6 separate regions of the Mus musculus genome follow, and regions 1, 2, 3, 4 and 5 are each linked to region 6. The links are chromatin contacts, called in public ChIA-PET, HiChIP or PLAC-seq and promoter capture Hi-C maps. All regions are on one chromosome and are shown on one strand. The core of a region is the stretch at or near the end of the contact, and the rest is flanking DNA. Distances in the headings are between cores, read along the strand shown.

Region 1 (4,988 bases), core at 1,499-3,998, 280 kb after region 6:
CATGGTAAGTCACTAAAAGCACATTTCTGTCATTGGAACCTGCCTGTATGGACAGCTGCTGCTTCCTCATGCTGGTGTAAGATTCATGAGCTGGGCATATCCAGATGTGCCTGCATCTGGTATGAAGTCACTTTCTTTTTCTCAGAGTGGTATGCAGGTACCATGAAAGAAACTGAAAAGAAAAATCCATCCGTTGCTACAGCAATCGAGCCCTAATGCTGTGTTTTAATCTTTATCTACTCATCCTTGTGGGGTTTATAGAATTTACATCACACTTAGGGGCAAGGTGATATTCCTAATTTTGGTATGTCTATATAACTGTGGTATCAATCATCCTCAGACCATACAATACTGTACTATGCTGATATGTCGAATGCCAATACTCCTCTATTTTTGAGCATCTAAATTATCTTCAGTGTCACATGATCAAAACAATGGTTTAGACCAGGCTTCTGGATGGTGCATTCTTGGAGTTCAAGGTCAGCCTGAGTTACATAGTTCCAAAACAAGCAAGCAAGCAAACAAACAAACAAACAGAACCCAAGGTTTTATAATCATGTGTGGAATTTTAAAACTTATTGTTATTAGGTTAAAATTTCAGAAGTCTGCTCCAGGAGAATTGCCTGATTTTTAACTTTTCATTTTCATCACTTCGAACGATTTGTTAGAATAGTGCAAATCCCTCTTGTACAGTCTGGTAAGCGATTCTTCATAGCTATCACCATCTCCAAGAGGACTTTGCTTTGTCCTATCCATTTTTTTCCTCAGGGAGTGCATGAGCCTGCAATTCACCCACCTGGTCCAGCTAGCCAGTGTAAGTCTCCAGTGCAGATGAAGGCCTGGACAGTATATGCTGCCTTTACTACTTCTAAGCGGATATGAGCGAACGTCTGTTAACTCTAGACTGAGAACAGACAAAGGAAACAATTCCATGGGTCTAGCCTGGAGAACTAAACAGTGAATTCAACTGGGGTAACTTCCAGAAGTATGAGATGAGGGGTGTCCTCTGGTCAAGTCCCTCACAAAGAAAAGTCCCTCACCACCTCAGCATTTGTTAATAGCCCATCCCTGTGTCCTCGGGGAGAAATGGGGCAGGGAGATGCAGGTCTATGAGCCTTGGGCCTTAATAGGGTCTAATTTCAGGGCAGGACCAGCCATGGCATGCATGAGGAGTCCCTACATCCCAGCAGTGTATTCCCAATAATGCCATCTGGATATTTACCTCATTTGTCCTTAAAAGCTGATCCCCTTTTAAAGGAGATGCTTTTAGTCTGTACACAGAGCACCTGCCTCCTGGTTAATAGCTGTGTTGTCAGCTTCTTGCCCACTTCTCTTTCCTTGGGCTATCCTGGGAATCACATCACTTCTTAATTAGTTTTCTCATCATGGTTTTTGTCCTGATACCTCGTCAGCTGTCCACTTCCATTGCCCCCAACAAAGGGATCATTAAGCCAACTCTCTGCCCCCACAGGTGACACACACTACAGAGAGGACCCCCATTGCAGAAGCTAGCCTTAGGAACTCTTTCTTCAGCACTTCATTTTCTTATCCATCTGCCCCCAAGTTATTGTACTTGGAGCCCTTTGGAGCAAAGGGCTCCTAGGCAAGTTTCCCAGGATGTGATATCATTAAGATTTATTTTCACTCCCCCCACCCCACCCCCCTGCAATCCTTTGACTAAAATCAAAGTTCCCATTGTTATGGTATCAGCTTCCCATTTGTATTTCTGGCTCTTCAGTCTTGCTTCCCACCCCCCCCCACCCCCACCCCCCGGAGTCTGACAGGGGAAACAGACTCACAGGTGGTAGAAACACAAAAGCTGGGGTTTCGGAGGATGTGTGTGTGTGTGTGTGTGTGTGTGTGTGTGTGTGTGTGTGTTTATGGAGGGGAGTGTGCATTTAGCAAAACTCAGGGCACCTGTGATTACTGAGAAACCCTCCTCTCAGCTCCACGCCAGCCGAGATTGACAGAGGCCACTCGCCCACCCCTCTGATGTGCAAGCAGCTGCAGATGAAGACTAAACTGGAATTTTGGGTGACCTGGTGCCCCGAGACTGCCGAGGCTTTGGTAGGTTGTGAAAGGGTCATCAGAATAGTAGTTTTCAGGAGCTTTTATTGTCTGCCTCCGGGGTGTGGGGCTTAGAAGAAGGATGGCTTAGGATAGAATTTCAGGGTGCTGAGGCTGAGAGACCTGCCCATTTCCCCACTTTTCTCAATTCTCTGAGAGATCTCTGCTGAGATGCCGCAGAGAAGCACCTCAGTCTAGGAGAGCAGGTCAGAGGTAGGGAGCGCACCAAAAGTCATGTGCGTTCTATCTCCAGTCACACCCAACCCAGCTTATCATCATCTGCCCGGCCAATTAATTGCCCACGTGTCCTGAGGGGTAGTTGCTTCAAATTCCAGAAGACCTCTCCCCCATCCCCAACTGGGCGGGGCTGTTTAGAACTATAAACTCATGGGTCAAGACAGGAGCTTAGAGCAGCAGATCCTTACAGTTCCTTTTAGGCCTTTGAGACCGGGGTTTTAAAACAGGATGAGTCTTAAGTCCCCTCCAACTCTGAAAATTCCTGTGATTCGATGACATCAGTACGGTGAATAATCAAACTGGCGGCAAGCCAAGACTGGCTGTGCTCCTCCGCGCGCACTTCCTCCCCCTCCTTAGAGACACCGGCTGCTCCATTGGCTCCTCAGTCCACCCACCAGCAGAGGAGAAACCCCGCCCACACCTCTGGCCCCACCCCTTCTTCATCCTTCAAATTGGCTGGAGCTGTTCAGGGAGACAGAGCCTGCAGGAACTCAAGAGCTCAGCGTCAAGGAGAGGCCCCTGCAAGAGTGGGAAAGAAGCAAGCACTCTCGGTAAGTTAATTTCTGCCGGTATCTAACAGCTGACTCTTCTTCTGTCCCTTTAAAGTCTTTGGGGGCAAACTGAGCCAGTGAAGGGATGCTTAATGGAAGCACAGACAGAGGACCAGCCAGCATCATCCAGGGTTCTTTGCAATGACCCTGGGTAAGCTGAGGTGAGAGGGAGAGAATGGGAGAGAGGTGTCTCTTGCAGAAGTTTTGCTTGCACAGGGGAGAAAGCAAACAGAATGACTCCGGTTCTTTCAACAGACAATGGGAGCAGCACTAACGGGCAGTAACTAGATTCAGCTGCCTTCCTGAGCTGAGAAGCCAGAGTTGTATGGCTACCTTCTGACCAAGGAACACACTAAAAAACAGGCTGGGCATCAAGGAGGGGGCATTTTGCCTGGGCAGCATGATTAACTAGGCTGGCAGAGAGAAGCTGAGATTTTTAGGAACCTCTCATTACTAGTGGGAGTCAGGATGCAAAACCTCTCGTCTCTCGGGAGTTCATCGCATCCTCTCTTCCGTTCTTCCAGTCAATCTCACCCTTGGACATCAAGCACAGATGTGTTTGCTTTTTCATGCTGCAGCTGGAAGAGTCTAAAGGCTCTCTGGATTCCTTCAGGACCTTTGTTTTCTTAACCTCACAGAAACAGCGGGAGGATGGATGGAGTGGGGGGAGGGAGAGATGGTGTGGGCGTGGGAGGAAAGTATGCAGCGCTCCAAGATAACTAAGGACGAAGCTTCAGTGCAAAGAAAAGCAGTAGCAATGCTTTAATTTGATGGCCAGCTTAGAATGATGCCGTGGTCTTCCGCAGCTGATAATGGGGCAGGGGCATATACAAAAAACGTGTGTCTGTTGTGGTGGTGGATATTTAACAATCCTGCGAGCGCGTCACAAATACAACTGGAGTACACTTACAGAAAAATACAGCTAGGGATTTTCACTGAGATCCAGACGTGGCCTGTCCAGAACAAATCTATGCAGGTCAGTGGAAGGTAGAGTGGGCACAGCCAGTGAGGGTTAAATAATATTCAGCCCCAGACCAGATACTGGAAACACTATAATGTAAACAGTCCCTCTGACCATCCTGTTCAATCCACCTAAAGTGTTTTTAGGAGAGCCAGCCTGTATCCTGGCAGGGGCAGTACTAGCTGCACCCCCCCACCCCGGACCAACTGGATTAGGACGGAGTTTCCAGGACACCCCCAGATTATTTGGAAAGTCTCCTGTGAGTTCTACAGCAGCTGGCCTGCTCTCTCCCAGACCCAGGATGCTTGATGCAGCCGGGAGGAGCAGAGGAACATCTATATTTCCGCTAAGGCTTTGGGGACTGAAGCTGCACACATCAAGACTGCTCACTGAGCAGGGTGCTCGGCCAAAGCCAGAGAGTGACTCAGAGTTGCCTGCCAGGCTCGTGGACTGGAAAGACTGGTGTGAGGGTTGTAAGGTGAAAACACATGTGCTCGTCCTCCATCTAATGGTGGAGGCTGCAAACACGGCTTATCAGCCACAGTTAATAGACTTAACGCCATTCACAGTGTAAAGTTCACACACATCCCGAGACACCAGGTCTCTGTGAGTGGGAGCCTTTGGTGGTCTGAGCTGAAACAGTGCAATCTGAGTTCTGGCAGCTGTGCATCTATTGTCTCAGAATAGCTTTTTTTGTTTCTTTTTTTTTTTTCTCTTGGGTGTCAGAAAATGCTGCAGGAAGCAACTAAATGCAGAAACCAAGAACTGAAGGCCAGCTTTGAGCTGGCCATGGGATAGGTCTCACTTCAAACCCAGTCGGGTGCTGACGACCCAGATTTCTAGAGGACGGAGCTGGAGTTGGGGCTGCAGCTTAGTTGGCAGAGTGTTCACGTGGAATGCAGAGAGTCTTTAGGCCTGATTCCCAGCACCAGGTAAACTTGGTGTTACAGTGAACACTTGTAATCCCTAGTGCTCAGGAGATGTGGGCAAGAAGATCAGAAGCTCAAGGCTAGCCTGGGATAAGTGAGATCCTGTTTCAGGAGGAAAGGAAAGGAAAGGAAAGGAAAGGAAAGGAAAGGAAAGGAAAGGAAAGTTAAGTTACAGGTAGAGATTCACAAAGCCTTGGTCAAGTACCATCATCTTTAATACTGGCCCAACTGTCTACTTTCATG
Region 2 (4,554 bases), core at 67-2,566, 310 kb after region 6:
ATTCACCACCAGATAAGGAAGTGGTTGTAGGTACCGAGAAGGTGGTTGGACAAACTGGGACAGAGAGAGCGGCAAAGAACTAATCACATGGTGTGTCGTGGGCTAGGATAAGGTTAAGTTGAATGAGCTAGATGGGAGATAGCCCAAGCTAAAAGCGTAAGCTATACTAGAAATCAGTAAGTCCCTACGTCATTTAATCTCTGGCAGGTCCAGAAAGTCCTGCTATAGATGTCTAGAAAATTGGTTTAGAGAGTTATCAGTGACTACTCGTATCAACTGGCAGCATTAGACTCCACCTGGTGCTTGGAATGAGACTCACTCTTTATAGGCTCTGTGTTTGGATTCTTGGTCCAGTTGAAAAGGATTAGAAAGTGTGGTCTTATGGGAGTAGGTGTGTCGCTGGGGGGTGAGCCCTGAGGCCCAAAAGCCCATGTCATTCCCACTCTGCTCTCTGCCCCCTACTTGTGGGTCAAGTGGTGAGCTCTCATCATACCTGCCATCTTGCCTTTGCTCCGGCATCACGGACTCTAACCCTGTGGAACTGTAAGCCCAATTAAACACCTTCTTTAATGAGTTGCCTTGGTCGAGGTGTTTTGTCCCAGCAATGGAAAAGTAAGTAAGATGCCCATCTCCCTCAGAAAAACCTCTACAAGAGACACTTGGGAACTGGCAGCTCCACCCTCTGCCCGTGTGGCACACAGGAAAGGACTGGCATGGGCACCTGGGGCTTTAATGGCTTTGCCTTTTACAACCTGGAGAAACCATTAGATTCCTCTAGACCTTAGCTGCCACCAACCTTACAAACAGCACTAAATGACCCATCTCCCAGGGTAGCTGGAGACTCACACTCTACCCAGAGTTTCAGATGTCTCAAATGAGTGCCTTCTACTTAGTGAAGGGTAGTCTCAGTAACCAGACATAGTCCCCAGGACTGGTAAAGCTTTATTAAGACTTTAACATGGACCACACACAGAGCGAGCAGCTATTAAGTTTCCCTGCACAACCTTTGCTGACAATCACTGGGTGGGGTTGGCGAGGCTTGGCAGTACCCATGATGCCTAGGTCTGCTGATCCTATACTCCCAACACGGCCTCCTAGAAAAAAACAAGCTATGCTGTGCTCGAGGGGATAAATGAGCTGCACTCACTAACTTAAACGCGCTCAGGGTCCAATATACATAATTCCCTGTGACCCAAGAAAACTTGGAATCCCCACCCCCAGAGCCTGTGAAAGTGACCTGCAAAGTGTGTACCCTCCACAGCAGGGTGTGGGACACTCATGCAGATCCTGGTAGGAAACATCTGATTGCACATAGCACAGTTCAACCCCACGAGGAAACCACAGAGAAACTCTACTCGGCAGCAAAAACAAGTCCTGACCGCAGCAAGAGAACACTAGCCAAAAGATAGAAAATAAGTAAGTGAAGTCCAAGTACTTAGAAATAGGACTTCAGAGGAGAGCCATGCAGACTGAAGGAAGCCGGTCTCCTTCTCCCTCCAAGCACAACACAGAGGCAAGTTGCGCCCTAAGCTGTAAATTAAAAACAACACACCCGCCTTTTATGTATTCAGTAAAATGACTAGTGGACACATTGAAACGAATTAAGAATACTCTGTGCTCCTTCAGCGGCTATGGTTTAAACTGTGGACTACTCGTGGTCAACACAGCCTGCCCTCCTATGGTATTAATTTTATTCAGAGGTTCAAGACACTTTTTGTTTTGTTTTGTTTTTGTTTTAAGTGCGGACTGGGAGCTATTTGGGAGCTGTCTGTCTGTCTGTCTGGGAGCTGTAGCCGATAGGTACAGACAATGGAAAGCAGCTTCGTACACTGAATGTCCTCAGTGGGCTCACACTCACTTGGGGATTCTGATGGGACCTTCAGACAGGAAAAGCAAGGCCCAGGGCCAGTCCGGCTTCACAAACATCAGTGGAGGTCAGGGAGCATGGACATGATCCACTGGGTGGCGAGTCCCCCACATCAACTCCACCACTATCACTCATAAAACCTGCCTGCACCGAGCACTGCTGTTTTGGGAGCGATCCCACTGAGGAGTCAGATAGCCAGCAAAAGTCTGTACGCCGCTCTAGCAGGTAACCTTCCCAACAAGACGACGGGCCAGCGCAAGCAGCCAGTGACAATCTTAAGAGCCAGGCTGTGGCACCTTAGTCTCCAAAGAAAGCTAATCCCAGTGCGGTTTCACGTCAAGCGTGGACTTGAACTTTCAAAGTCCTGGACATACAAAGCCTTTCTACACGTGAGAGGGGTCTGAAAGAAACTACTGCACTCGGCTTGTCCTAGCCTCACCCACCGGGGAGATTCCAATCGCTTTTCTCGACAACCCTTCACTATGGTATCTCTTCACACCAGCCTCTCAGTCCTGCCCCCCATCGAGCAGATCTGTCTTCATTGTGGGTGGTACCAGGATGAACCAGGACTCCAGGTCAGGGCTTGATCACCGAGGTACAACCCAGACCCATGAGTCAAATCTCAACTGCTCTTTCTTGGACTAACACCCATTTTTCTTCCGATCTTCTTTTTTCCCCTCTCATATCTTTCTATCTTAAAAAAAAAGAAATCAATAGAGACATCTTCCATTGGGTTTAGGTGACTGAAACCAAACATCACAGGCCGGTCTTTCCCCACGGCAACTGTGTTAAAAGTGATGAAATGCAGTGTCACAGGCCGCTGCTCTCCAGGCCACGCCTCCAGAACTCAGTCAGTGCTGCGCTGGGGTTGGCCTCGTTTTTTTCCCCGAATGAACTTTCTCTCCCTCCATCACTTATGTGGCTGAAGACGGAGGACAAAAGGGAGTAGATGGAGCCCGGAGGGAACGGACCTAAGAAACAGGCTGACATTTTACTTTTAGACAAGTAAGAAATGAAAAAGTGTCCGTGAACTGCTCCTTCGGCAAGACGTTCCCTTCAGGTTCGGACTTGGAACTTGCCGGCTTTGGTCATGTATTTGATGCCTTTAAAGGGCTTGTACTTCTCCCCGTACATATCCAGACGGTTCACTTTGAGTCCTGGAGGGAGAGAGGAAGAGAGGAGTGAGACGTGAGTATCTCCCAGGAGCCACCAGCAGACAGTTGCCTGGGTCTGTCAGTGCACACAGCAGGGTGTGTGGAAGAGACTGTCTTAACAAGCCTGTTCTGCCAAGCAGAGGTGGACAGCTCAGCGATCTCACTTCAGGCATTAACAGCAAAGGTGACGTCAGCAGGAGGCTCTCCTGTGGGACAGGGCAGAGAGGCAGGCACGGACTGCAGTGAGGGTGAGACAAAATAACGCGTGGCATTTTGCTCAAGTTGTGCTGCTGATTGAATGATGACAGCATTCATGAGTAATGAAAGGGAATGAATGGATCGATGAGGGCTTCCTACACACTGTGGCCCAGCTGACCGAAAATGAGTTTGCCGATAGCTTTAGGGCCCATTAAGAGGTTCAGGAGAAAGAGCATATCACTTAATTTAATCATCCAAGTTAAAGAGTCTTTCAGTAAAGAGAAACAAGAATGTTCTCTAGAGAGAGAGCACATTTCTTCCTAAGGCTTTCAGAAGGCCCTTCAAAAAGTTAAACAAGAATAAAACGTGTCTTAGGAGATGCCAGGTTGTAACAAATACCCAGCAAACGACCTATTATTATTAATTATTACAAAGTATCTATTATTACTTTCCTAAGTGTAGACAAACTGGTGAAGCCTGGCAATCTCTAAAGACGGTGCCAGTGAAGAGTAAGTCGGCTGAAGCTGGGGCAAAGGGGCTTATTTCTCCCCATTCCTGGTGAAGAATGGAGGAGTACCCTAATACTGAAAACCGACAGCTCTCCGTGATCCAACAATGGCCTGTGGAGGCCTCTGTCAGCCCATCTCTCTCTCTCTCTCTCTCCCTCTCTGAGACAGGATTTCTCTGTATAGCCCTGGCTGTCCTGGAACTCACTTTGTAGACCAGGCTCGAACTCAGAAATCCACCTGCCTCTGCCTCCCAAGTGCTGGGATTAAAGGCGTGCGCCACCACTGCCCGGCTCTTTTTTTTTTTTTTTAAGATTTATTTATTGTTATATCTAAGTACACTGTAGCTGTCTTCAGACTCACCAGAAGAAACCATCAGATCTCATTACAGTTGGTTGTGAGCCACCATGTGGTTTCTGAGATTTGAACTCAGAACCTTTGGAAGAGCAGTCAGTGCTCTTAACCACTAAGCCATCTCTCCAGCCTGTCAGCCCATTTCTCATTGGTGTCCCAGACGTTTTGACTCAGGGTCTTTATGGGAGCTTCTAGATAGTCTGTACACTTCCCCCAAGACTGTACTGGGAAGGATCTTACTAATGATTGAGTCTGCATCGGGTAATAAAGCCAGACTCAACATGCCCATCCTCAGATAGCCCCAGGAAGAAAAGACACTGAGGTCTGCCCCATTTCCACTCCTTTCCAAACCACCCAAGATGTGCCACTCACCAGAAATGGCCAGCTGCTGGATCTTAAACTGCAGGTTAATCGTAGGGTTCTCATCTGGTTTAGAAGCTCCGACCTGGAGACCCATCGTCCCCTTCAAACTTGG
Region 3 (4,874 bases), core at 1,866-4,365, 500 kb after region 6:
ACCTGGCTAGTGATGTACTTCCTCCAACAAGCCCACATCTCCTAACAGTGCCACTACCTAAGGGTCTGTGGGGGCCATTTTTATTCAAACCACCGCACCTGAGTAGTGTTCCCACCAAGAACGAGGCAGCCCCTCCAGCTGCCACCATATTGGCCCAACCCACATCCTCATTCCCGTAGGAGAGGGCACCTGCTATGTCCTCCAGCCTCCCTTTGGCTGTAGCCCGTACTGTCCTGCTTCTTCCTCTGAGGGAGAGGTCTCCCAGCACCTCACCAGTCCTAGGAGAAGCACCTGCCAAGAGAACCCAGAACACGAACAGCACTTACACCTGGTCCCATGGGAACTGTGTGTGTCCAGAGCCACCACCTTAGTAGTGACTCCAGGGACAGTTGAGGCAGGAGCTCAGCTTCTTACTAATGCTTTACTTTGAGTCTCAGAGACATTTTGTTTTATTGTATTTTGCCCCCAAGGGGCTCCTGTGCAGGTTTTGATACACGGGAGGCATCTTTATATTGGAGATACTTTTACAGCAGTTTAGATGAGTCTCAGGTTTTGCCAAACACTGGTTTAGTCCACTCCGTGTTTTACTGGAGCATTGCACCGTGACCTCTTCCATGTCTCTCAAAGGAGGTATCATCACTATTCTTGTTTACAGACTAGGAAGAGAAACGGTTTCATGGTTTTCAGAAGTGGGGTAGTGGGGGGGGGGGGCTCTGCCACCAGATTATTGTTTTCCATGAATCTCTCCATTAGCTGTGTGATCTCAGGAAAGCTACTCACCCTCCCTGTTCCTCACTCGTACCCACCAGTAAAAGAGTGGAAATGTTCACTGCCGTGTAAGCGCTACCATTTTAGTTCTTGTTCCTTAAACCAGAACAAAGCTGACTTGGTTTTAACTCCATTTCACTGAGCTCCTGGGAATGTACGGTATTGGCCAAGGTGCTGAAGATGCAATTCCGAATAAAGCACGTCGCCTCTCTTCACTGAGCTTAAAGATCTAGTGGAGGAGAGCTGACCTGGGAGTGTGTGTGTGTGTGTGTGTGTGTGTGTGTGTTTGTGTGTGTAGGGGTGTGTGTGTGTGTGTGTGTTTGTGTGTGTAGGGGTGTGTGTATGTGTGTTTGTGTGTGTGTGTGTTTGTGTGTGTGTGTGTAGGGGTGTGTGTGTGTGTGTGTAGGGGTGTGTGTGTGTTTGTGTGTGTAGGTGTGTGTGTGTGTTTGTGTTTGTGTGTGTGTGTGTGTTTGTGTGTGTAGGGGTGTGTGTGTGTGTGTTTGTGTGTGTAGGGGTGTGTGTGTGTGTGTGTGTGTGTGTAGGGGTGTGTGTGTGTGTGTAGGTGTGTGTGTGTGTGTGTGTGTGTGTGTGAAGGTCGAGTATGGACAGAGCAGGCTGAACAGAGGAAGCAGGGATGTAGATCCTGATGCAGATGGCCCCAGGGAATTTAGATGACACATGGGTACCAAAAAGGCCTGGAGTAAAAAATTGGAGGTTAGGGTAGGGCTGACCATTCAGGTCCTTGTAGATAGTAGAGCATATTTTGATCTCCATCTTGGAACAAAAAGGACGTTTCTCTGGGAAGTAACAATAATTACACCAGTTTGTAAATATTATTCATGACTACAGTCAAGGGACTTAGCGGTGGGATGCCAAAGACATGAGGTTGGGGCTCCAGAGGGTGTCCTTCTGAGCAGGCTGGTTACAGCCAAGGTGTGTTATCGAGAGAGGGGCCTGTGGTGGTGATGGAATACGCCTCATCTGAATCCAGACAAGAATAGACCAGATTCTGAAGACTCAGCATAATAATGTAAAATCGCATCAATAATATATCAACTTCATGTTGAAACGATGGCTTGGGAGATATACAGGCTTAAAAATACATTTAAAATCAATCTTCTAGTTTCTTTACATGGAAAAAAAAAGTGGCTACATGACAATTGAAGTTGCATGTGTGACTGGTATTTGTGGTTCTGCCTGCAGTGAGAAGCCCCAGGACTCACCCCTGGGAAATGACAGCAGTTAGATCTGTCAGACCCCTGTGGTTACCCAGCACCTTACCTTCTGTCAGGGGCCTAGTGGGGAAGACAGAAGTGGAAATCACTGAGCGAGATGTGTTTGTGAGAAAGAGGGGTGGGAACAGTACCTAGTACTACTCCTTCTGCTCCTCACCAGAGCTGCTTCAAACCTGCACAGGCTCGGGAGGGGGGGGGGGCGGGCGAGAGGACAGGAGGGAGCAGGCTGTTTCATAATAACTTCTCCAAGACTCAAACACCAGTGTTCAAGACTGTCCTTAGCATCCTGTGGGATAGGGAAGGAGGAGGTTGGGAGCTGCACCAACCAGACTGAAAGGGCAATGTTCATAGGTCAGGGCCTCAGTTTCCCCGCCTGTCACATGACTGAGTGGTGAAATGAGCTTAAGCCGGTTCCCCGTTCCCACAGTCTACGTTGGTAGCTGCGTGACCCCCAGCTGGTAAGGTTCTTTACAGCAGCCCAACACCGGTCCAGACCACAGTACCTACGGAGGGAGGGTGGAGAGAGACCTGGTATTGCAGGGTGGGCGGTCCCTGATGGGGAGACCCAGTTCCACTCCCGTCCAAAAGGAGCGAAAAGAAAAAGAATGGACTTGACGCTGGACTCGTATTCTAAGTATATTTGGTAAAGATGCAAAGGAAAGGCCCACTTGGTTTGACCGGGGCAGATCAAGCTCTCCTCCAGGAGCCCCGGCCCTTCCCGGAGGGCGGCCCGGGCCAGGCTCGGCGCTAGCGGAGTCCGTGCCGCAGCGGTGCCCCGGTCCCACGCTCCGCAGCTCGGCCAGGCGATGCTGGCATTTTCTCCGCCGCCGTCAGGCACGCCGGTCCGCAGGGTCGCCGGGCCCGGGCGGAACGGCCCCGCTTTGTTCCCGTCGCCCCCAAGGCGCCCCGCGATCCCCACCCCGGGACCCCGCTGCAGCGGGGACCCAGCGCCGGCTCGCAGCGCCCCGCGCCCAGCCTGGTGGGGCGGCCGCACCGAGCTGCCCCCGCTCCTCCCGCGAGCCCGCGAGTCCGCCCTCCGCGGCCCGCGCCGCAGTACGAGCCTCCTCCCTCCCGCCCCCCGCGCCGCCGCCGCCGCAGGAGAGGGGGGGCCCGGGCGGGCGGGCGGGCGCGGCGAGGGCGCGCGGCGAGCCCAGAGCCGGTGCGGGGCGCGGGCGAGCGAGCTCCGGCCGCGGCGGGAGGCGCCACCCCGGGGCTCGGCTAGCCGCGCGCCGGCCTCTCCTCGCCCTCCGCCCCGCGCCCCGGCCCCCGGGCGCCGCAGCCTTCGCCTCCGCCGGGGAGAAGCTCGCGCCCTGCGCAGCTGAAGGAGCCGGCTCTCCCCGGGAGGGTGTCGTCGCCGCCGGCTCGCAGAGGGCGCGGGCCCGGGAGGCGGGGACCGAGCGCCGCGACCCGCCATGGCTCAGGCGGCCAAACAGCTGAAGAAAATCAAAGACATCGAGGCGCAGGCCCTCCAGGAGCAGAAGGAGAAGGAGGAATCCAACAGGAAGCGGCGGAACCGCTCCCGTGACCGCAAGAAGAAGGTAAGGGGGCGGCGGCGGCCCCGCACCGAGGCGCCCGGAGTAGCTGCGGGAAGGCGATCGGCCGCGCTCCGGCTGACCCCGCGGGAGCGGGAAGGGGGGAGGCGGGTAGGGCGAGCAGAGAGCGGCCCCGGGGTTCCGGCAAGCTGCCCCAGACTCATTTCAGCACCTTGAACAGAGGCCCGCGCTCCGGAGGAACTTTTGCCGCCTCTGGGGTGGCAAAGCGGGTAAGGGGCTGCACCGCGGGGCGCAGGGCTGCTCGCCTGGCTTTCTCGGGGAGCTGCTTTGGGTGAACAGGGCAGGCGCTCCAGAGGTGGTACTGTCCGCTCCTGCTCAGGTGACTAGTGAGTTCTCCTGCGCCGCCGGAGAGAGCATCTTCCTCCCAGATCTCTCAGGACGAACTGGGGCGACTGCCCTTCCCGATCCCTTCCTGACCCTGTGGGTCCGCGGGTGGACCTGGAAGAAGCAACTCACCCCTCAGGCATTTGGCAGCATTTTATGTTAAGGTCATTCCAGAGGAGTCACTGGTGGCAGGGAAGAGGAATTCCCTTAGAAGCCTCGCTGGGGCTTTTCCAGCCTGACCCAAGGCCTGGTCGGAGAAGAGCTCTGCCATGGGACATCATGAGGGCAGTCTTTCATGGGACAAGGGTCTGTGCTGAGACAGCCCAGGGATCCAGACCCCTGAAAGCAACTGTTGCTATTTGCAGTCCTTCTTTCAGATCATGGCGGGGTAAGAACCACAGTAGTTTAGACCCACGGTCTAATTACAAGCACCTGGATGTCCACAGCGACTAAGCAGGGCACTCTACCGCCGGCTAGAGCTTCAGGGATGCACAGGCTAGGAAAGCGTGAGTGGAATTCTGGGAGTCCAAGGTAGAGCTGGACCCTAGCTTGCAAGAGCCATCTTAACCTGGAGAAGTTGATGTGAGCCTGCAGGAACGTCCCCTGGCCAGAGAATTTGGGTTCATGGGGCGTCTTCACAGAGACGCTGCCCTTGCTTATGAAAGACTCCCTCCCTGAAACTGACTCGCTCTGAGAAGGAAATATAGAAGCTGTGGTTGACAGCCGTGTAGGGGACAGTCTACTTCGAAGTAGGTGGCAGGGCTGATAGGGCTCTTTTCCTGGAGATGACACTGGGCAGGCTGAGGTGTTCTCTGACTCTTAATCTAAGGAATCACCATGTTAGGTGTTCCTATACGCCTGACAGATACTATAGTGTTCCTCTACCCTCCCTCTCTGCCCCTTCTCTCCCCCCCCCCCGCCCCAATATTGGCACCTCGTGTGTAAATAGGAATTTCAGCATAACACACTCTTTAAGCAAGAGGTCTTTCCCAAA
Region 4 (4,830 bases), core at 925-3,424, 410 kb after region 6:
CTACCACTATAATCAAGGTACAGAAAAATTCTGTCTGTTCCAGAAACTTCCCTCATGTTGTTGTTGTGCAGTTCCTAAAACCTCTTCGACCCCAGTGCTGGCAAACCATCTTGGAGTTGTTATGCTTCCCAGAGCATTGAGTTTTCTAGATGGTGATGTAACTAAAATCGTACAGAACCTTTGGAATCCTGTTTCTCTCCTGTAACATAGTCTAGTTAGTATTTGTGCTATTTATATCAGTTGATGACCCCTTTTTATTGCTGAGCTATAGTTATCCATTATAAGAATGTACTATTACTGTTCCATTAAAGGGTAGTTTCAGTGCTTGGCAACTGCAAACAAGGCTACTGTAAACTTGCATAGACAGGTTCTGGATTGTTCAAGTAGGCTTTAAATGTCATCATAACTGTTCTTAGGGAAGTGGAAGAATCTCTATATGTGTGCCTGTCTCTGTGTCTTTCGCTCCACACATATATCTCCATCTCACCCCACCCCCACACATACACACTCAAACACTAATACACACTGATACAAAGGCTCAGAGTGATTAGACTGAGACTGGTCACAAACAAGGAGTGCCAGGAGCCATGAGAAAACTGAAAAGGTCTGTAGAGGGGGTGTGTTTCACTGTCACCTTGATTGAAGTCTAGTAATGCTGATTTCAGACTTGCATGACACGTGAATGAAGTCTGTGTTTAGGCTTGGGTCTCATCTCACCTTTAAGATATATGACCATGTGTAGGCATACACTGAAGTCCTAAAAACCCTGAAACTTGGTCTCAAGCATTATTATATATATATATTTTTTTTTCCCGAGACAGGGTTTCTCTGTGTAACCCTGGCTGTCCTGGAACTCACTTTGTAGACCAGGCTGGCCTCGATCTCAGAAATCCGTCTGCCTCTGCCTCCCAAGTGCTGGGATTAAAGGCGTGCGCCACCACGCCCGGCTTCAAGCATTTTGAATAAGGGCTGCATTGGCTGTTTAAAACGCCGTTGTAATAAAATAGATAGAGAAGTATTTCATCATGATTCCTTTTTAAGTGTGTGTGTACCCAGACACACCTGTCCTCCTGTGGAGGCCAGAGGGCCTTTAGGGAGTTGGTTCTCCTTCCATCTTTACGTGGACTCTAGGAATTTAACTTGGATTATGTATCTTCTGTCATGATTTAAGCTTTTTACTTCCTAATGGTTGTTGTGTAGAGCCACTGTTCATGTGCTTTTTAAATCGTTTGATGAAATCTCCATATTTTTTGCTGTTTTTTAAAATTGATTATTTTTTCTTTATTTAATTTATTCATCTTTAATTTTTCTTTCAAGCCTTTATTCACCCACAAATAGCCCTTGTGCTCTAGGGAATTAGCAATATGTTTATATTTTTGTAGTTCTTGATGCTTCATGTTTCATTGCTAAAAACTTGTTTGTTTTATAGTTTTTAAAATGAGCTGTTCTTTTCTGGCTCCTGATAGATTTGCTTAGTAAGGGCAGTGAATTGGCCTTTAATGAGCTGGGTTGGATAGTTCTGAGATTGCAGTGACAAGAGCCTGGAGTGAGAAGATTATTTTGGTAATGCATAGGACCAACCCAGAAGGAGTAGTGGAGATAGAGTTGGCTTCTGGGACAACTAAGCTGAGAGTTAACTTTCAGAGTCCCCTATAATCTCCTTCCAACCCCCTCCCTCCCCCAGGAAATGCCTGAAATGTTGGGGAATGCTGAGCCCTGTATATACTAATTATTTTTATTATTGCACCCATCTAGTTAGGCGCACAAGGATTACTAATCAGTGTGGTATTTTGTGGCTAGAGCTGATTGTGGGTATCTAAATCCCAGGGAGCTGGCTGAGGCTGCTGTGCTCCCTGGATTCTCTCAGTGGGGGGCTTGAGATCTCTCCTGTCTCAGACATCTCCAAATGATTAGGATCAGAATTGGAAGTGTCTTTCTGCCTTAATGACCCTAGAGTGGAGGAAAATGTATCTTATACACAAACCTAGGGCAGGAAACCTGTAAGCAAGCTGGTTTTGGCTGAGTAGTGAGTCACATGTATATCCCTAGAGTCCTTGTTCTGGCTTGTTTGAGTATTTTAACTTGAATTAATGTGATGATGGGCTGCTGAGAGGGCACAGTGGGTAGAGACACTTGACCAAGCTTCCTGATTGAAACCCACATGACTGAAGGAGAGACCCAGCTCATGCACACTGTGCTCTGACCTCTGCACACGCACTGTGACGTGGAAGCCCGCTTTCCAGTGCAGTTTAAAAACATAGAATGTGAATAAAACAGTGGTTCCTGATAGTTTTTTTTCTTTGCCAGGAAGCAACCCTGTGTCAAAGTCAGGAACTCTGACTTTGATTCCTCTCTGAGTTCCTGTAAGAAATAGCCATTTTTCTTCCATATTCAGACCATCACCCTTGCTGTTTTATAGACACATCATCTTTTTTCTGCTGTCCTTATACATGCTGTGTTTTACTGCGCTAGATTTTCTCATCACTCTTTAGGTCTTTGCAAAGTGCCTGGCTTGCTTCACTGAAGTAGTTATCACAACTAAACAGTACTCCACCTGCCTCTTTATTGGCTTTTTCTTGCTAGGGCATAAACTGCATGAGTTATAGACAGTATCTTGTTTACTCCTGTCTTCATATTCCTCAAATAGATGGGGCATATGGTAAGTGCCTGAGGGATTTTGAATGAATATGAACAGCACATTAAAAAATAAAATAAAAGGGCCCAACCTGATATGAGCTTCCTTATGACATAGAGTTTGTTGTGTAGCTGGAGACACAGTAGCCATTGCAGTAGGCTTCAAGTGAGCTTATGTGAAGATTGCTGTACATGGTGATTTCTAGGGTTTTTTTTCCTTTAATAATAGTGATTAATTCTGTTACAAATCATGACACTAATATCTGCTTGAACAAAATAATTTCTGATAAAAGGTTTGTGTAGGAGAAAGGCAGGCAGAAGTCTTGGGCTTTTTGAACCCCATCAGAGTAAGCCAAGATTTTTGGCTGTGTATGAGATTTAGTAACTAATTGGGTACAAAGTTCATTTCTTGTTTTCTCATAGGGAACTGTACTGTTCTTTCACATGATGCTCACTCATTGAGTACATAGACTAAATGGTTTCCCACCCCCAAGACAGGGCTACTCTGTGTAGCTCTGGCTGTTCTGGAAATTACTCTGTAGACCAGGCTGGCCTCGAACTCAGTGCTGGGATTACAGACAAGCACCACCCCTGCCCAGCTGATCTTCCCACCTATTAATTACTGCTTTTGCTCTGGTGTTGAAGGATTTTTCTCAGATAAGCTTACATTCTTCTTCTAGTTACCATAAAGGTTGGAACAAAAATAGTGTTTTAAGATTGTATTTAAGTCTGCCGGGCAGTGGTGGCGCATGCCTTTAATCCCAGCACTTGGGAGGCAGAGGCAAGTGGATTTCTGAGTTCGAGGCCAGCCTGGTCTATAGAGTGAGTTCCAGGACAGCCAGGGCTACACAGAGAAACCCTGTCTCCAAAAACCAAAAACCAAAAACAAAACAAAAAAAAATTGTATTTAAGTTATTTAAGTCTTATGTAAAGCTAACTTGGATCTTGAAATTTATTTTCACTTAATAGACTTCAGGATTTTTGGAAATTGAAATCATAACAGGTCCACATTGTAGAATTTTGACTTGTATTTTAGGTTCCAATTTTGGAATTATTAATAAGAATGATGTAATTGAGATTGATAACTATGACAGCGTATAAAAAGAGTCTATAGAGATGAGGCTGTCACTCCAGAGTTGTGCTGTTGCTGCTGTCAGACAAATAGTACATTTTCTGTAGTGAGATACTAAATACGTGGGATTTGAATTTAAGCCATTGAGGAATGAAGTGAATTCAAATCATTTGCTTTGACAAAGAATGCTAGTGTTTGTAGCAAAACAGAAAACAGAAAACAGCAAAACTAGAATGTAAAAAAAAAGTAGAATGTAAAAAAACCACACAAGTCCATATGTATTAGTCATCTTAGATTTTTTTCTTTGCCCATAAGTTACTTTGTTCACGAGACACTATTGTGAAGAGCTTTTCTTGCTAATGTTCATTAACAGTTATGTATTTAGTTTTTCATCCAAAATACAGTTTCTCTGAAATGTTCTAAAATGCCAACATTAAAAATAATTTTTAGAGCCGGGCGTGGTGGCGCACTCCTTTAATCCCAGTCAGGGGCAGGTGGATTTCTGAGTTCGAGGCCAGCCTGGTCTACAAAGTGAGTTCCAGGACAGCCAGGGCTACACAGAGAAACCCTGTCTCGAAAAACAAAAACAAAAACAACCCCCCCCAAAATAATTAAAAAAATAATTTTTAGTAACTTTATTCTTATAGAAAGTAATGACCACATCTCACTTTGAATTGCTGTATGGTTCCCACTTTATTTCATTTAAATCAATAGATTTTACTACTCTTATGTTAATGTATGCATAAGGAAAGAAACATATTGTAGACTTGGTTTTTCTCAGTTTTGTGGGTATGTATTTACAATGCTCATAGTAAGTGATAACTAAAACCAGACAACTTTATATTAAAGAAATCTGAGAGATAACTCAGTAGCAAAGATCATTTGTTGGTTTTGTAGAGAGTCAAGGTTTGGTTCCCAGGGCCCACCCACATGGTGATTTACAACCATCCATAACTCTAGTTCCAGGGGATCAAATGTATTTTTCTGAACTCTTCAGGTAACAGTTGTACATGTGCTGCATTCATACATATAGGCAAAACATTTATACATAAAACCTAAAACCATCTTTGAAATGACTGAATGATGGAATGTGCTGTGAGACTCTTGGTTTAAAACTCCCTTTG
Region 5 (5,145 bases), core at 1,909-4,408, 460 kb after region 6:
GTGAGGAGGAGGAAGAGCCAGAGAGTCCCCGGTCAAACTCGCCACCAATTCTCACGAAGCCCACACTGAAAAGAAAGGTGATGCATCTTTGTGTTCGTCCTCTGTAGTTGAGGCTTGCTATGTGGCTTGCTGTGCCGTGCAGTTCTGCAGTAGAGCACACGAGGCTCATGCGCTGTCTCATAAACTCGTGCAGACGCACGAGGGCAAGTAACTAAAGTCCTGGAAAGTGTAGCTCCTGGTACGGTGGCACTGACTGCTTTTTGGCAGACATGTCCCAAGCTGTGGTCTGCATTGCCCAGGCCAGTCACAATGCAGGCTGCCACACTCCAGCCAGGAGAGGAGAGGCAGCTATCTCACCCAGAGCCACGAGGTCATTCCTTTCTGTAGCAGGGGTATTAAAAAGTGCAAGGCTGTTTAAAGGAAGACCTTTAAGAATGTATTTTAGATTTGCACCGTTAATGCAAAGACATAACACAAAATTCTCATAAGCTCCAGACTCTGTGCCTGTGTGAGGCACATTCGTCACAGTTCAACATAGGCGTTACTTAGTACAGACCATGCTTTATTCAGAGTTCTCGTTGGCCTCAGTGGCCTTTCTCTGCTTAGGATCCCACCGAACTTTCCATGTTATGTTAGTTATTCTCTTCTGGGTTGTGAATTTCTCAGACTTTGATTGTCTTTAGTATGACCTTGAAGGTTGTGAGTTCAAGTATTTTATCTGTTATCCATCATTAACTAGAATGAGGTAATGTATTTGAGAGTAAGGCAAAGGAGGCAGAGAAGCAAGCACTAGTCTCATCACATCATCTGGTGGGTATTGTATTGTGTGGCATATGGGAGTCAGGTAGAGGACTCCACTTTGCTGTTGGCCTTGGCCCTCCTGGGTTTCTCTGCTGCTGCTGTTACTTTGTTTCCCCTTTTTCCTGGGGAAGAGGAAAGGCATGAGTGCAGATCGGGCTTAGCCTGGGTGTGGCTACTCACTATAGCAGCAGAGCACCTGCATAGGTTACATAGGTCCCTTCTGCTGTCGCCATTAGAAAGGACCTGGTACTTGAGTTTGTAGCACTGTTTTAAACTTAGCGCCTCCCATCCAGCACTGGCCATGTTTGTTGTGTTGCTCCTGTTTATACTCACAGTATCATCGTCATGGCGAGTTTCTTTTGTTTTAAGTGCTTTCTGATAGTACAAGGTCCTACAAATTTATCTGAAATATTTCTTGCCTCCGCTGCAGAATCAGCCCTTCTCTAAGGAGCAGAGCTATTTTTACTCTAACTTGAAAATTCTCAGTAGATTTTGAAGTAGAGAAAAATTAAAGTGATTAACTCTCCTGTTGATTGCATGATCATAAAGAATGTATCTTTGCAGCCGGGTGTGGTGGCAGAGGCAGGCGGATTTCTGAGTTCGTGGCCAGCCTGGTCTACAAAGTGAGTTCCAGGACAGCCAGGGCTACACAGAGAAACCCTGTCTTGGAAAAACAAAAACAAAAACAAAAACAAAAGAATGTATCTTTGCCATCCTAGGGTTTATTTCTCCAGTTTATGTGGTAAAACAAGTATGCTATTTTCTTGTGTAAAAAACACTAGTATTGGGTGTTAGAGAGATGGGTCAGTGGTTAAGGTACTCACTGCTCTTCCAAAGGTCCTGAGTTCAATTCCTAGCATCCACATGGCAGCTCACCACTGTCTGGTGTGCAGATGAACATGCAGACAAAGTACCCATGTACATAAATACACACATAAATAAAATTTAAAAAGTAATTGTAAATAAAAAAGTAAATGTGTAGAAAACACACAAAAAATATTGTAACAGCCAGTGAACTTGTATGCAAAGTACTTAGACAGTCTTAAAATTTACTGAAGGACGCTCAGGATTATTTTATGGCCTAGATGTATGACCTTGCATAAGTGCTAACCTTTCTAGCCTCTGTACAAGGATGTGATTCAGTCATTCCTGGGCTGTTGTCTCTGTAGCTTGGTGACATCACTGTGTTATGTAAGCTATTAGGTCAGCCCCGTGTCAGTGTGTGCTGTGTGCGCCAAGTCTCAGGCCGTGCTGCTGTTTTCTCTTCTCTGTCAAGTGAATGCATTTCTGCTCTGCGTTTGTGTGCTCTGCTCTAGCTAGTTTCCCCAAATGGCGTGCACATTTATTGATCTGCTAATGCATGGTGATGTATAAGATGGAATGTTTCTATTCCTTTTGCTCTTGAACAGAAGTAGAGGGCGTAGTCTCTGAGGCACTTTAGCATTAGAGCAGGTGGCGCTGTAAAGTGTAAAATGTCGATGAGCTGAGAAGATGCACCAACACCATGTGCTCTCTGGACACTTGCTCTTCATATCAGAGCGGGCCTTAGTGCCCAAAATCTGTGCGGATTTTGTTGTTCCTCCCCCTTCCCCCCCTTCCCCATTCCCCTTCCCCTCCTTCCCCTCCTTCCCCCTTTCCCCCATCCCCCTTCCCCCTTCCCTTTCCTTCCCTTCGCGCGCGCGTGCGTGCGTGAGTGTGTGTAAGAGTACATGTGTATGTGTTGGTGGGCTTGCACTTGGTGGGTGTGTAGAGGTCAGGGGACATTTCTAAGGATTTAGTTCCCCCACTTGTATATGGGATCCAAGGTTGATCCCAGGTTGTCAGGTTGCCCAGTTTGCACAGGAAACTTCACCTGTGGAGCCACCTCACTGACCACACACATCTCTGTGTTCTTAACACTTTGTCTTTACCAGAGTATCTGTTGGCAAACTGCATCTTTGTTTTAAATATGTTAGTTCTGCAAAGCTTTAAAACTTTTATGTTAAAGCAGGGAAAAAAGCTCATTACTATAAATAAAATACCTGCTTTCTTTACTACATAGAAACCGATTCTTCACCGAAGACGAAGAGTCCGCAAGCGGAAACACCACAATAGCAGTGTAGTCACAGAGACCATCTCTGAGACCACGGAGGTGTTAGATGAGCCTTTTGAAGACTCTGACTCTGAGAGACCAATGCCACGACTGGAGCCTACATTTGAGATGGAGGAAGAGGAGGAGGAGGAGGAGGAGGAGAGTGAGCTCTTCCCCAGAGGGTACTTCCATTGCCTGTCCTCACAGGACATCCTTAGGTGTCAGTCCTCCTCCAAGAGGCCGTCTAAAGAGGAAGAGGAGGAGGAGGAGGAGTCAGACGACGCAGATGGTAGGTTTACACACTGTTCCTTAGAGTAGTTTCTGTGTGTCTTTGAAAATAGAGAAGTAATCACTACAGACCCTTCCTTCCCCAAAGGGCTGGGAATGAACACAACTCACTAAGACAGGAAGGGGAAAGGTTGGCCACCTCTGCAGATATGGGGTTTATCTATCCATAGTCACGTCTGCATGTAAACGCGCTTCTTTAACCTGATCTCTTCTTGCTTTGCAGGAAATCTTAATTATTGGAAGGCCTTCCTTTTCACCTAATGTTGCCTAGGTTTTTGTCTGAATCCTCAGTTAAAGGGTGTTGGCATAACTGAGTACTGGATTCTGTGGTCTGCAGCTCGCTGAGTGCCTAGGTTTGGTGCTCAGCAGCTCTGGTAACTGAGTGACTGAGGAGGAGCCACCTGAGCATCCCTGGGGACCTCTGCCCTCTGTTCAGGAACCTTCCTGAACCATGCGTCTGATGGTGTTTACTCGCAGAGTAATCTCTTCCTTCTCGTTGTTTTGTGTTTATCTTGTTTTGTTATTTAAGACTCACTATACAGAGGTCTGACCTGCCTCAGCCTATTTGGTTCTGGGATTATAGGTGTGTACAACCCAGTAACCAGTCGTACATTTCTAATAAGTGACAATGATAACAAAATAAGCTACGTTGTATGGTGTAGCTAACATTCCGTCAATTACTATTAAAATAGACATATTCCCATGTACAGAAGCAGGCTCATTTGAGATGAGCGAGGAAGAAGGCAGGCTTGTTGGGTGCTGTGTCACCTACACCTCCATCATGTTTGTTCTGATGCCTCTGTCAGCCTTTGCATTTTCACAGGCAACTTAGAAGAAATTGTGTTGCCTGGTATTGCTTTGTACTACTTTATTTTATTTTATCTTATTTTATCTTTTGCCTTTTTTGGAAGAGCGTTTTATTTTATTCTCTTAAAATCTTGGCTTCAGACCTAGTACATAGGACCTGTATTTTTCTGACAGAATGTGTAGCTTGATAGTGATGAGCCCTGAGCTCAGACCTAGAATCAAAACCAAAACCTTTGTGGTATGTGTGTGTGCGCGCATGTGTCTATGTGTGTATATACATGTGTGTATATGTATGTTCATGTGTATGTGTGTGAATTTGTGTGCATGTGTGTGTATATTTGTATGTGAGAGAGCATATATGTGTTTGTGCATGAGTATGAGTATACATGGCAGGAGAAGACAGAAGAATTATAAGTGTGTGACACAGTCTGGCTGACCCACTTGCTGTAGCCTCTTAGGTGTTGGAAATCACAGCATACCTCACACAGTTTTCTTATTGTAAGGCTTACTCAATGATGCATGTTTTTAATGTAGTGATGATCATTAAGGTTCTTGCTTTATTTATTATAATAGGTGATGACCCAGTTTTCCTCTTGTTAGATATTGCTGTGTGTCTAGGGACCTGAGACTGTTTTGGTGTGATTGGCACTTGGTGCTGTGCTCTGTCTTGATTCACTTTGTCACAATGGTCTCTCTCCTGTGAGCTCCTATGACCTTGACAGTTCTTACTCAGACTGCTGTTGCCTTTGCTGACTTCCCAGATGTACCACAAACAAACCTTTAATTCTCTCTTCCTCTACATTCATACCCTTCTAAACTTATTAATAACTGAGAATGTATTTAATGCATTGAATTCTACTTTAAAATGATTTAAAGTTTATCTTCTGTGTCTTGCCACAATTAGGAAAAGTAATGCTACTGTTGAATTTATTTCCTCTAAATATAACTTGTCACATTGACCATTTCTTACTTGTTCGGGACTACAGATCAGTGCGTGGTTAAGACTACATACTATGCAGTTGGTCCCATTTAGCACAGTGACTAACAGCTATTCACAGGGGAGGCTTAATTGTGGTCTACAGAATTGCCTTATGATCCTACTTCAAGTAATGATTTTGTGGAAACGAAAGCAAACCAAAGAGGTAACAGAAAGCAAACAGAAGCAGCTGAGGTGTAAC
Region 6 (4,960 bases), core at 1,284-3,783:
TCTGAGGGCAGCCTCTCTCACGACATCAACCTAGAAGAGAACAGGCGCACACTAGCTGCTCATCCTGTACCTTCCAACATGCCTGTCCATCGGGAGCTGGACCAAGCTTGGCCGGTTTACTGAATCTGGCTAAAAAGAAGTAATGAGATTAAAAGTGACTTTGCTACGTAGTCATAATCACACATTCTTTGGAGAAATTCCCACAGAGAGCAGGGGTGATAAACACAAGTGTAGCAAAAGAATAAAGGTTTCTTATTCCTGTTTGAGAGCTGAATTTTTCCCTGAGGGCAAAGTTCTTCCTCCATGTTGAACACAAAAGGGATGTCTGAAAGTAATTCAGGCAGTTTTAGGCAGGCTACAGGTATTGGTATAAACACTGGTCTTGTAAAAATATTTTGGTCAAGGAACAATGAACAGAATTTAACTGTAAAAGACGTAAAACTTTACTATCTAGATATTTGGGTAGACCTAACTCCCAAATATTAATGGCCGTAGCGATGGGCTTTTGGTCGTGTGGGAAGAATAGGATAGGTGGCAGAGTCACATGTTCAAATCTTATCTTTTAACCCCAATTTCAGGGTTCTCTGACTTTTTTTGATTTATAGTAGTCAGTCTATTTTAGACGGAGATTTCCGGAAGACCAAATGCTAAAACTGCCTTTAACCTGTGGCACTTTAGACCGTTGTAAATGCCACGATCCTAAAATGGCAATAGCCATGATCATATTTGGTAAAACCTAAGTGACTGGAGATGGTACCGAGAGCACAGACCATAAAGTGTTAACAGTCATAGCCCTCAGAACTACGAGTTAACCAATCAGGAAAGAATCAGTGATCAATAAGGCAGGGGCCACTAGGATCCGGAGTGAGTGCCAATTATTTACCTGACAAATTAACACAATGTTTCCTAATGCCTAGTGGATCTGAACCCGGTTAATTTCTTGCGAAGGTTTTCGACACAACCCTGTCCACCTGCCATGGTGTGAATAATATACTTCTACCCAGAGATTGATGGCTTCCTACTATATTACACTTTAATCATACTTAGAAAAAGCTTTTCTAACCATTGCTGACCCAGGATGGCAAAACAGATTCTATAAAACCATCCATAGTATGCAATAACACCGCTGCTCCACAGGTCCTGGGTGGATGAGTTTCCTTAGACCCACAGTTTAAAGGGTCTGCACTGAAGCTAGGCCTCTCCTGCTAGTCCTGACACCATCAAGGCCACGCTTTGGAAGAGTCAGGAATGGAGAGTTCAGAGTCCACAGTGCAGACATGGAGGTACTTTAACCACGCCTCCCACGCACTTTGTGTAACCTAACCAAGTGTGAGGATATGCGCCTTTCCCCTTCAGTCTAAAGTAAAATGTCCAGGGGTTGGTTCATTTCAGGCAAGTTAATGCTCTAGTAGATTGATGCTGAGAGTGACATTCTGGGCTCTTATGGGAAAACTGACATCTTCCCTCAGCTGTCCGGTGATGTAATGTTTAAACTATTATTGCATTAGAAAGATGCTAGCTAGATGGAGCTGATTTAAGCTGCAGGTTAAACACGCATATTAAGAGATCATGACATCAAAAAACGCATCCATCGGGATTTAGTTTAAGGCTGACCTCCTTTTGGGTGACAAAATCCTTTTCAGGTAATCATGAGACATTATCCTAAGTTTTAAAGTTTGTCCACTCCGTTCTAGAACCTGCCACCTCGCTTGGAATGCTATTTTCTGCCTCTCACGTGGGACTTTTGTTACTCTCTCACGGAAATTCAGACTACACATAATTTCTAACAACGGAACCCAAACACCATGAGGGGAAGATTCATTCTCCTGACTCTCTGAAGCACTGCGACGTTTGAGGTCCTAAAACAGACGGGAACAAGGTCACAGGCTTTCACCCCATCCTAGAGGACGGAGCATAGCTGAGGCCTGTGGACTGCGCAGTACACGTTCGAGTAATTTTTTTTTTCTTTTTGCACCCATCCTGCTTTGACGCACTGCAACTCAATAACAGGTGACAGTGGTGGCTCTGAGATCCCAAGGCCACAGGGACCCGGGGAACGGGAGGCGCAGAGGTGGCACACAGATCTGACGCCCAAACCTGGCCTCCTCCAGCCGCCGCCCCCCTCCCCCGAGCCTGTGCAATCTGTTCCAGGTGACATACAGGACAGTCCTCCCGCGACGGGACGCCGCACGCTCCCGCCGGCGTCTCTGCGGGCTCCGGGGACCCTAGGCACGCTGCAGCCGCCCCGCTCACTCCGCCCGCAGAGACACCCAGGTCGGGATCTGACCCGCAGCAGCTCGCAGCCCGCGGCTGGGCCCGGACTGGACGGGACGGGGCGGGGCCGGGACGGGGGCGGGGCGGTGACGCAGCCGCGCGCGGGCGGGCGAGCGAGCGGGAGAGCGGGCGGGCGGGCGCTCGGCGGCTGCTGAGGTGCGGAGGCCGCCGCGCCGAGCCGCTCCGCTCCGCTCGGGCTGTTCCGGGAGTCGGGCGGGGAGCGCGGGCCGAGACCCAGCGGACCGGACGACCTCGCCTTCGTCACTTCCTGCCGGCCCGCGGTTTCCGGAGGGAACGAGAAGCCAGGTTTTGTTATTGGTTTTTCTTCCTTCCCTCTGTGCGGGATCGGAGCCCGACGCCGCGGCGGCACCGCGTGCCGCGTGTGGCGGGAGCCGAGCGCAGCGCGGTGCAGCGCGGCGGTGCGTCTCTCCGCGCGCCGCGGCCCGGGTCGGCGCGGGCGGGAAGCGGCGGGCTCAGGCCGGAGGGCGCCGAGGCTCCTCCGCGGTGGGGCGGTCTCGGGGTGTCTGCGCGTGCTCCCGGGACGAAGCTGGCTGGCTGGGTTCTCGGTCTCCTCATCTTCCCGGCTGTGAGGCCGAGGCGACTGCTCTCTCGCATCTTTGCTTGAATGGCTAGGGTGTTTTTAAAAGAAAAAGAACAAAAAAGAAAAACACCATTTGCGTGGGGGGACTTGAATAAGGTTACGTTTTCCAGGGTGAGGCAGGTGGTGATCGTTAATGAGTGAGTGCAGTTTCGCCATTAAACCGATCAGTCGGTCCCCCCAGGTTAGTGCGGCCATGCAAATAAAGCGGCCCATTGTCCACGTGCTTAAGGGCTTAGCAATTCCAGCAGGGCAAGTTCTCCGGGATCATCTGACTTCTTGTTACCATTCTTGCTCGCAGTGTAGCGGTTCTCTTGAGTTGGCGTGCAGAGATAAGAGCAAATAATTAGACTGTAACTTTTCACAAGTTGTCTTGCCTATTACAAACTCACCTTCCCTTAGGATCAGTAACATGTTTTTGTAGTATCAGTGTATGTGCGTTTACGTATATTATACACACAATCATTTATATAATTTTTAAACCATTTAGTTTGAGTTTAAAGTTAGAGAATTAGAAAGAGTAGTACACGTGGTGTTTGCTGCCTGTTTGCCGGGACAGTGCCAGATGTTCATAGATGTTTTATATCAGTTCATTCTCAAGGGGAACTTCTTACATAGGCGTAGATTGTTCAGTTTCTCAATACTTAAGTTTGATTAGCTCGCACCACTATGTAGAACGTTGGCTTTAAATAGTTGTTTCTCTTCTGAAAATAAGGGTGCTGATCACAGAATAACTTAGCAAATTAGTGTGGCTTTAGAAAGAAGTTCATAGAAGTGTGTTTAGTCCATTTGGGTGTATAAGAGTTTTAAAAGCCTTGTGGCTCTTTTCTTACTCCTAAGTGCCCATTATATAACATGGTCAGAAGTTGATCTAGATAGGGTGGGCACCAGGCAAAGGTACAGAGCCGTTACTCAAATTTGGGGTCCTTTGTATTTCTTACTACACTTCCTAACTGAAGGCAAACAAACATGTGAAATGATTTTTTTAACACCAAACTAAGAAAATTAAACAAAAACAAGCTGTAGGCTGTTAGATTTTTTTATTTTGCTTGACTGCCCCCCCCCCCTTTTCTCTTTTAGGTAGGGTCTCACTGTGTATCTCTGACTGGCCTGGATTTATGTAGATCAGGATATATCTCTGAACTCAAGAGACCTGCCTGCCTCTGCTTCCTGAGTGCTGGGATCAAAAGTGTCCCCTCCTACACTCAGCTAGGAGTTTTGGGGTTTCGCTGAGCATTTGAATATTAAGAATGTTAGATTTTTCTGTATTGTGCATACTTGTGCCTAACTTTTAAATTAGGATTTAAGTATTTTAAACACATATTCACTTATTATATCCAGTGTAAGATTAAACTATAAAAACACCATTTAAGGTTTAGGTAGCCATAACAGTTCAAAAGCTGATTTGTGAGGGTGATGGTAGAGAGTAGAAGTGGCTGGAAAGTTTTGACAGACTCGGGAAGGAGCTTGGAAGCTTGTACTTGTGGGTAAATTAGCATATTGGAACTTACATATCAGGTAACTCTAATGGTCAGTCACTGGGAAGAATTAAAAGTTGACAGAGCTTTGTGAGTTGACATTTACCAAAGGGTTTCTCCCTTTACTTGAGGACATGGCCTTTGGGGAGGGAGGCAAATAGAGAAGAGAAAGTTGCAAATTGTCTTCCGGAGTGAATTCTCTGTGTGAATAACTCGTACTACCACTTATGAACCTTGTCAAGCACTTTGCAAGCGTTGAGATTTGTGGGTAGGTGTTGGTAGTTGAAAGACAGAGAAAGGGAAGAGAGAGTAGTGGTAGGAATTTCCTCACTGTCTTTTGGGCAAAGTTTGGAACTGAACAGAGTCTATCTATCCCAATAATAGTGACAACAAATTTATAAATCACACCATTTTTATCAAGAAATATGGAAACTATTCCCTTAATATATAATCTGTACCCAACTGAGTAGATTTAAAATAACCTGCAATATATGAAAAAAATTACTAAATAATTCATATGTGCCATTTCTACGTTTGTGACAGCTGTAGTGAGCACAGCACAGTCTTAGCTCCTGCCTGTAAGTCATCCAAGTAATGATAGGAAGGGGAG

Evidence for each region. Promoter capture Hi-C pulls out the DNA fragments that hold promoters and counts their contacts. ChIA-PET counts read pairs in DNA pulled down with a chosen protein or histone mark. HiChIP or PLAC-seq counts read pairs in DNA pulled down with a chosen protein or histone mark.
Region 1: a contact with region 6 is called in an H3K27ac HiChIP or PLAC-seq map of extraembryonic endoderm stem cells. The contact joins the promoter of Plat here to the promoter of Smim19 in region 6. A contact is called at or near these places in 10 of 39 promoter capture datasets (the 3T3-L1 cell line, the C10 cell line, the HPC-7 cell line and 6 more) and 2 of 115 datasets of contacts at active chromatin or transcription factors (extraembryonic endoderm stem cells and memory CD8 T cells).
Region 2: an RNA polymerase II ChIA-PET map of memory CD8 T cells shows a contact between it and region 6, with 11 read pairs. The contact joins the enhancer-like site here to the promoter of Smim19 in region 6. A contact is called at or near these places in 6 of 39 promoter capture datasets (the 3T3-L1 cell line, the C10 cell line, the HPC-7 cell line and 3 more), 6 of 115 datasets of contacts at active chromatin or transcription factors (bone marrow-derived macrophages, embryonic limb bud, embryonic stem cells and 2 more) and 1 of 9 other capture datasets (adipose tissue).
Region 3: a contact with region 6 is called in an H3K4me3 HiChIP or PLAC-seq map of bone marrow-derived macrophages, with 2.9 times the contacts expected there. The contact joins the promoter of Ank1 here to the promoter of Smim19 in region 6. A contact is called at or near these places in 2 of 115 datasets of contacts at active chromatin or transcription factors (bone marrow-derived macrophages and microglia).
Region 4: a contact with region 6 is called in a promoter capture Hi-C map of liver. The contact joins the enhancer-like site here to the promoter of Smim19 in region 6. A contact is called at or near these places in 8 of 39 promoter capture datasets (the C10 cell line, the HPC-7 cell line, cranial neural crest and 4 more), 1 of 484 Hi-C or Micro-C datasets (CD4 T cells), 5 of 115 datasets of contacts at active chromatin or transcription factors (bone marrow-derived macrophages, extraembryonic endoderm stem cells, memory CD8 T cells and 2 more) and 1 of 9 other capture datasets (adipose tissue).
Region 5: a contact with region 6 is called in an H3K4me3 HiChIP or PLAC-seq map of bone marrow-derived macrophages, with 3 times the contacts expected there. The contact joins the enhancer-like site here to the promoter of Smim19 in region 6. A contact is called at or near these places in 6 of 39 promoter capture datasets (the C10 cell line, cranial neural crest, hematopoietic stem and progenitor cells and 3 more), 4 of 115 datasets of contacts at active chromatin or transcription factors (bone marrow-derived macrophages, embryonic stem cells, pro-B cells and 1 more) and 1 of 9 other capture datasets (liver).

What each region holds. Positions count from the first base shown.
Region 1 is chr8:22,754,974-22,759,961 of GRCm38.p6, forward strand. Plat (plasminogen activator, tissue) reads left to right here and starts at 2,749. Exons shown (of 14, transcript NM_008872.3): 1 at 2,749-2,855.
Region 2 is chr8:22,786,430-22,790,983 of GRCm38.p6, forward strand. Ap3m2 (adaptor-related protein complex 3, mu 2 subunit) reads right to left here. Exons shown (of 9, transcript NM_029505.3): 8 at 4,452-4,554; 9 at 925-3,024. The coding sequence ends at 2,924. Among named protein-coding and RNA genes, the nearest start is that of Ap3m2, 17 kb to the right of the region's middle. Within about 2 kb of position 1,317, at least 24 of the 459 cell types and tissues checked have an H3K27ac peak or open chromatin away from gene starts, as enhancers often do. A contact at or near this core is called in memory CD8 T cells, where this site is marked.
Region 3 is chr8:22,971,721-22,976,594 of GRCm38.p6, forward strand. Ank1 (ankyrin 1, erythroid) reads left to right here and starts at 3,116. Exons shown (of 44, transcript NM_001110783.3): 1 at 3,116-3,541. The coding sequence starts at 3,416.
Region 4 is chr8:22,880,842-22,885,671 of GRCm38.p6, forward strand. The region is part of intron 3 of Kat6a (K(lysine) acetyltransferase 6A); the gene reads left to right. Among named protein-coding and RNA genes, the nearest start is that of Gm46036, 23 kb to the left of the region's middle. Within about 2 kb of position 2,175, at least 76 of the 459 cell types and tissues checked have an H3K27ac peak or open chromatin away from gene starts, as enhancers often do. A contact at or near this core is called in adipose tissue, bone marrow-derived macrophages and liver, where this site is marked.
Region 5 is chr8:22,932,638-22,937,782 of GRCm38.p6, forward strand. Kat6a (K(lysine) acetyltransferase 6A) reads left to right here. Exons shown (of 18, transcript NM_001081149.2): 16 at 1-77; 17 at 2,843-3,161. Among named protein-coding and RNA genes, the nearest start is that of Ank1, 40 kb to the right of the region's middle. Within about 2 kb of position 3,159, at least 51 of the 459 cell types and tissues checked have an H3K27ac peak or open chromatin away from gene starts, as enhancers often do. A contact at or near this core is called in bone marrow-derived macrophages, where this site is marked.
Region 6 is chr8:22,474,346-22,479,305 of GRCm38.p6, forward strand. It overlaps Smim19 (small integral membrane protein 19), which reads right to left and starts at 2,534. Exons shown (of 4, transcript NM_001146117.1): 1 at 2,161-2,534. It overlaps Slc20a2 (solute carrier family 20, member 2), which reads left to right and starts at 2,355. Exons shown (of 11, transcript NM_011394.3): 1 at 2,355-2,580.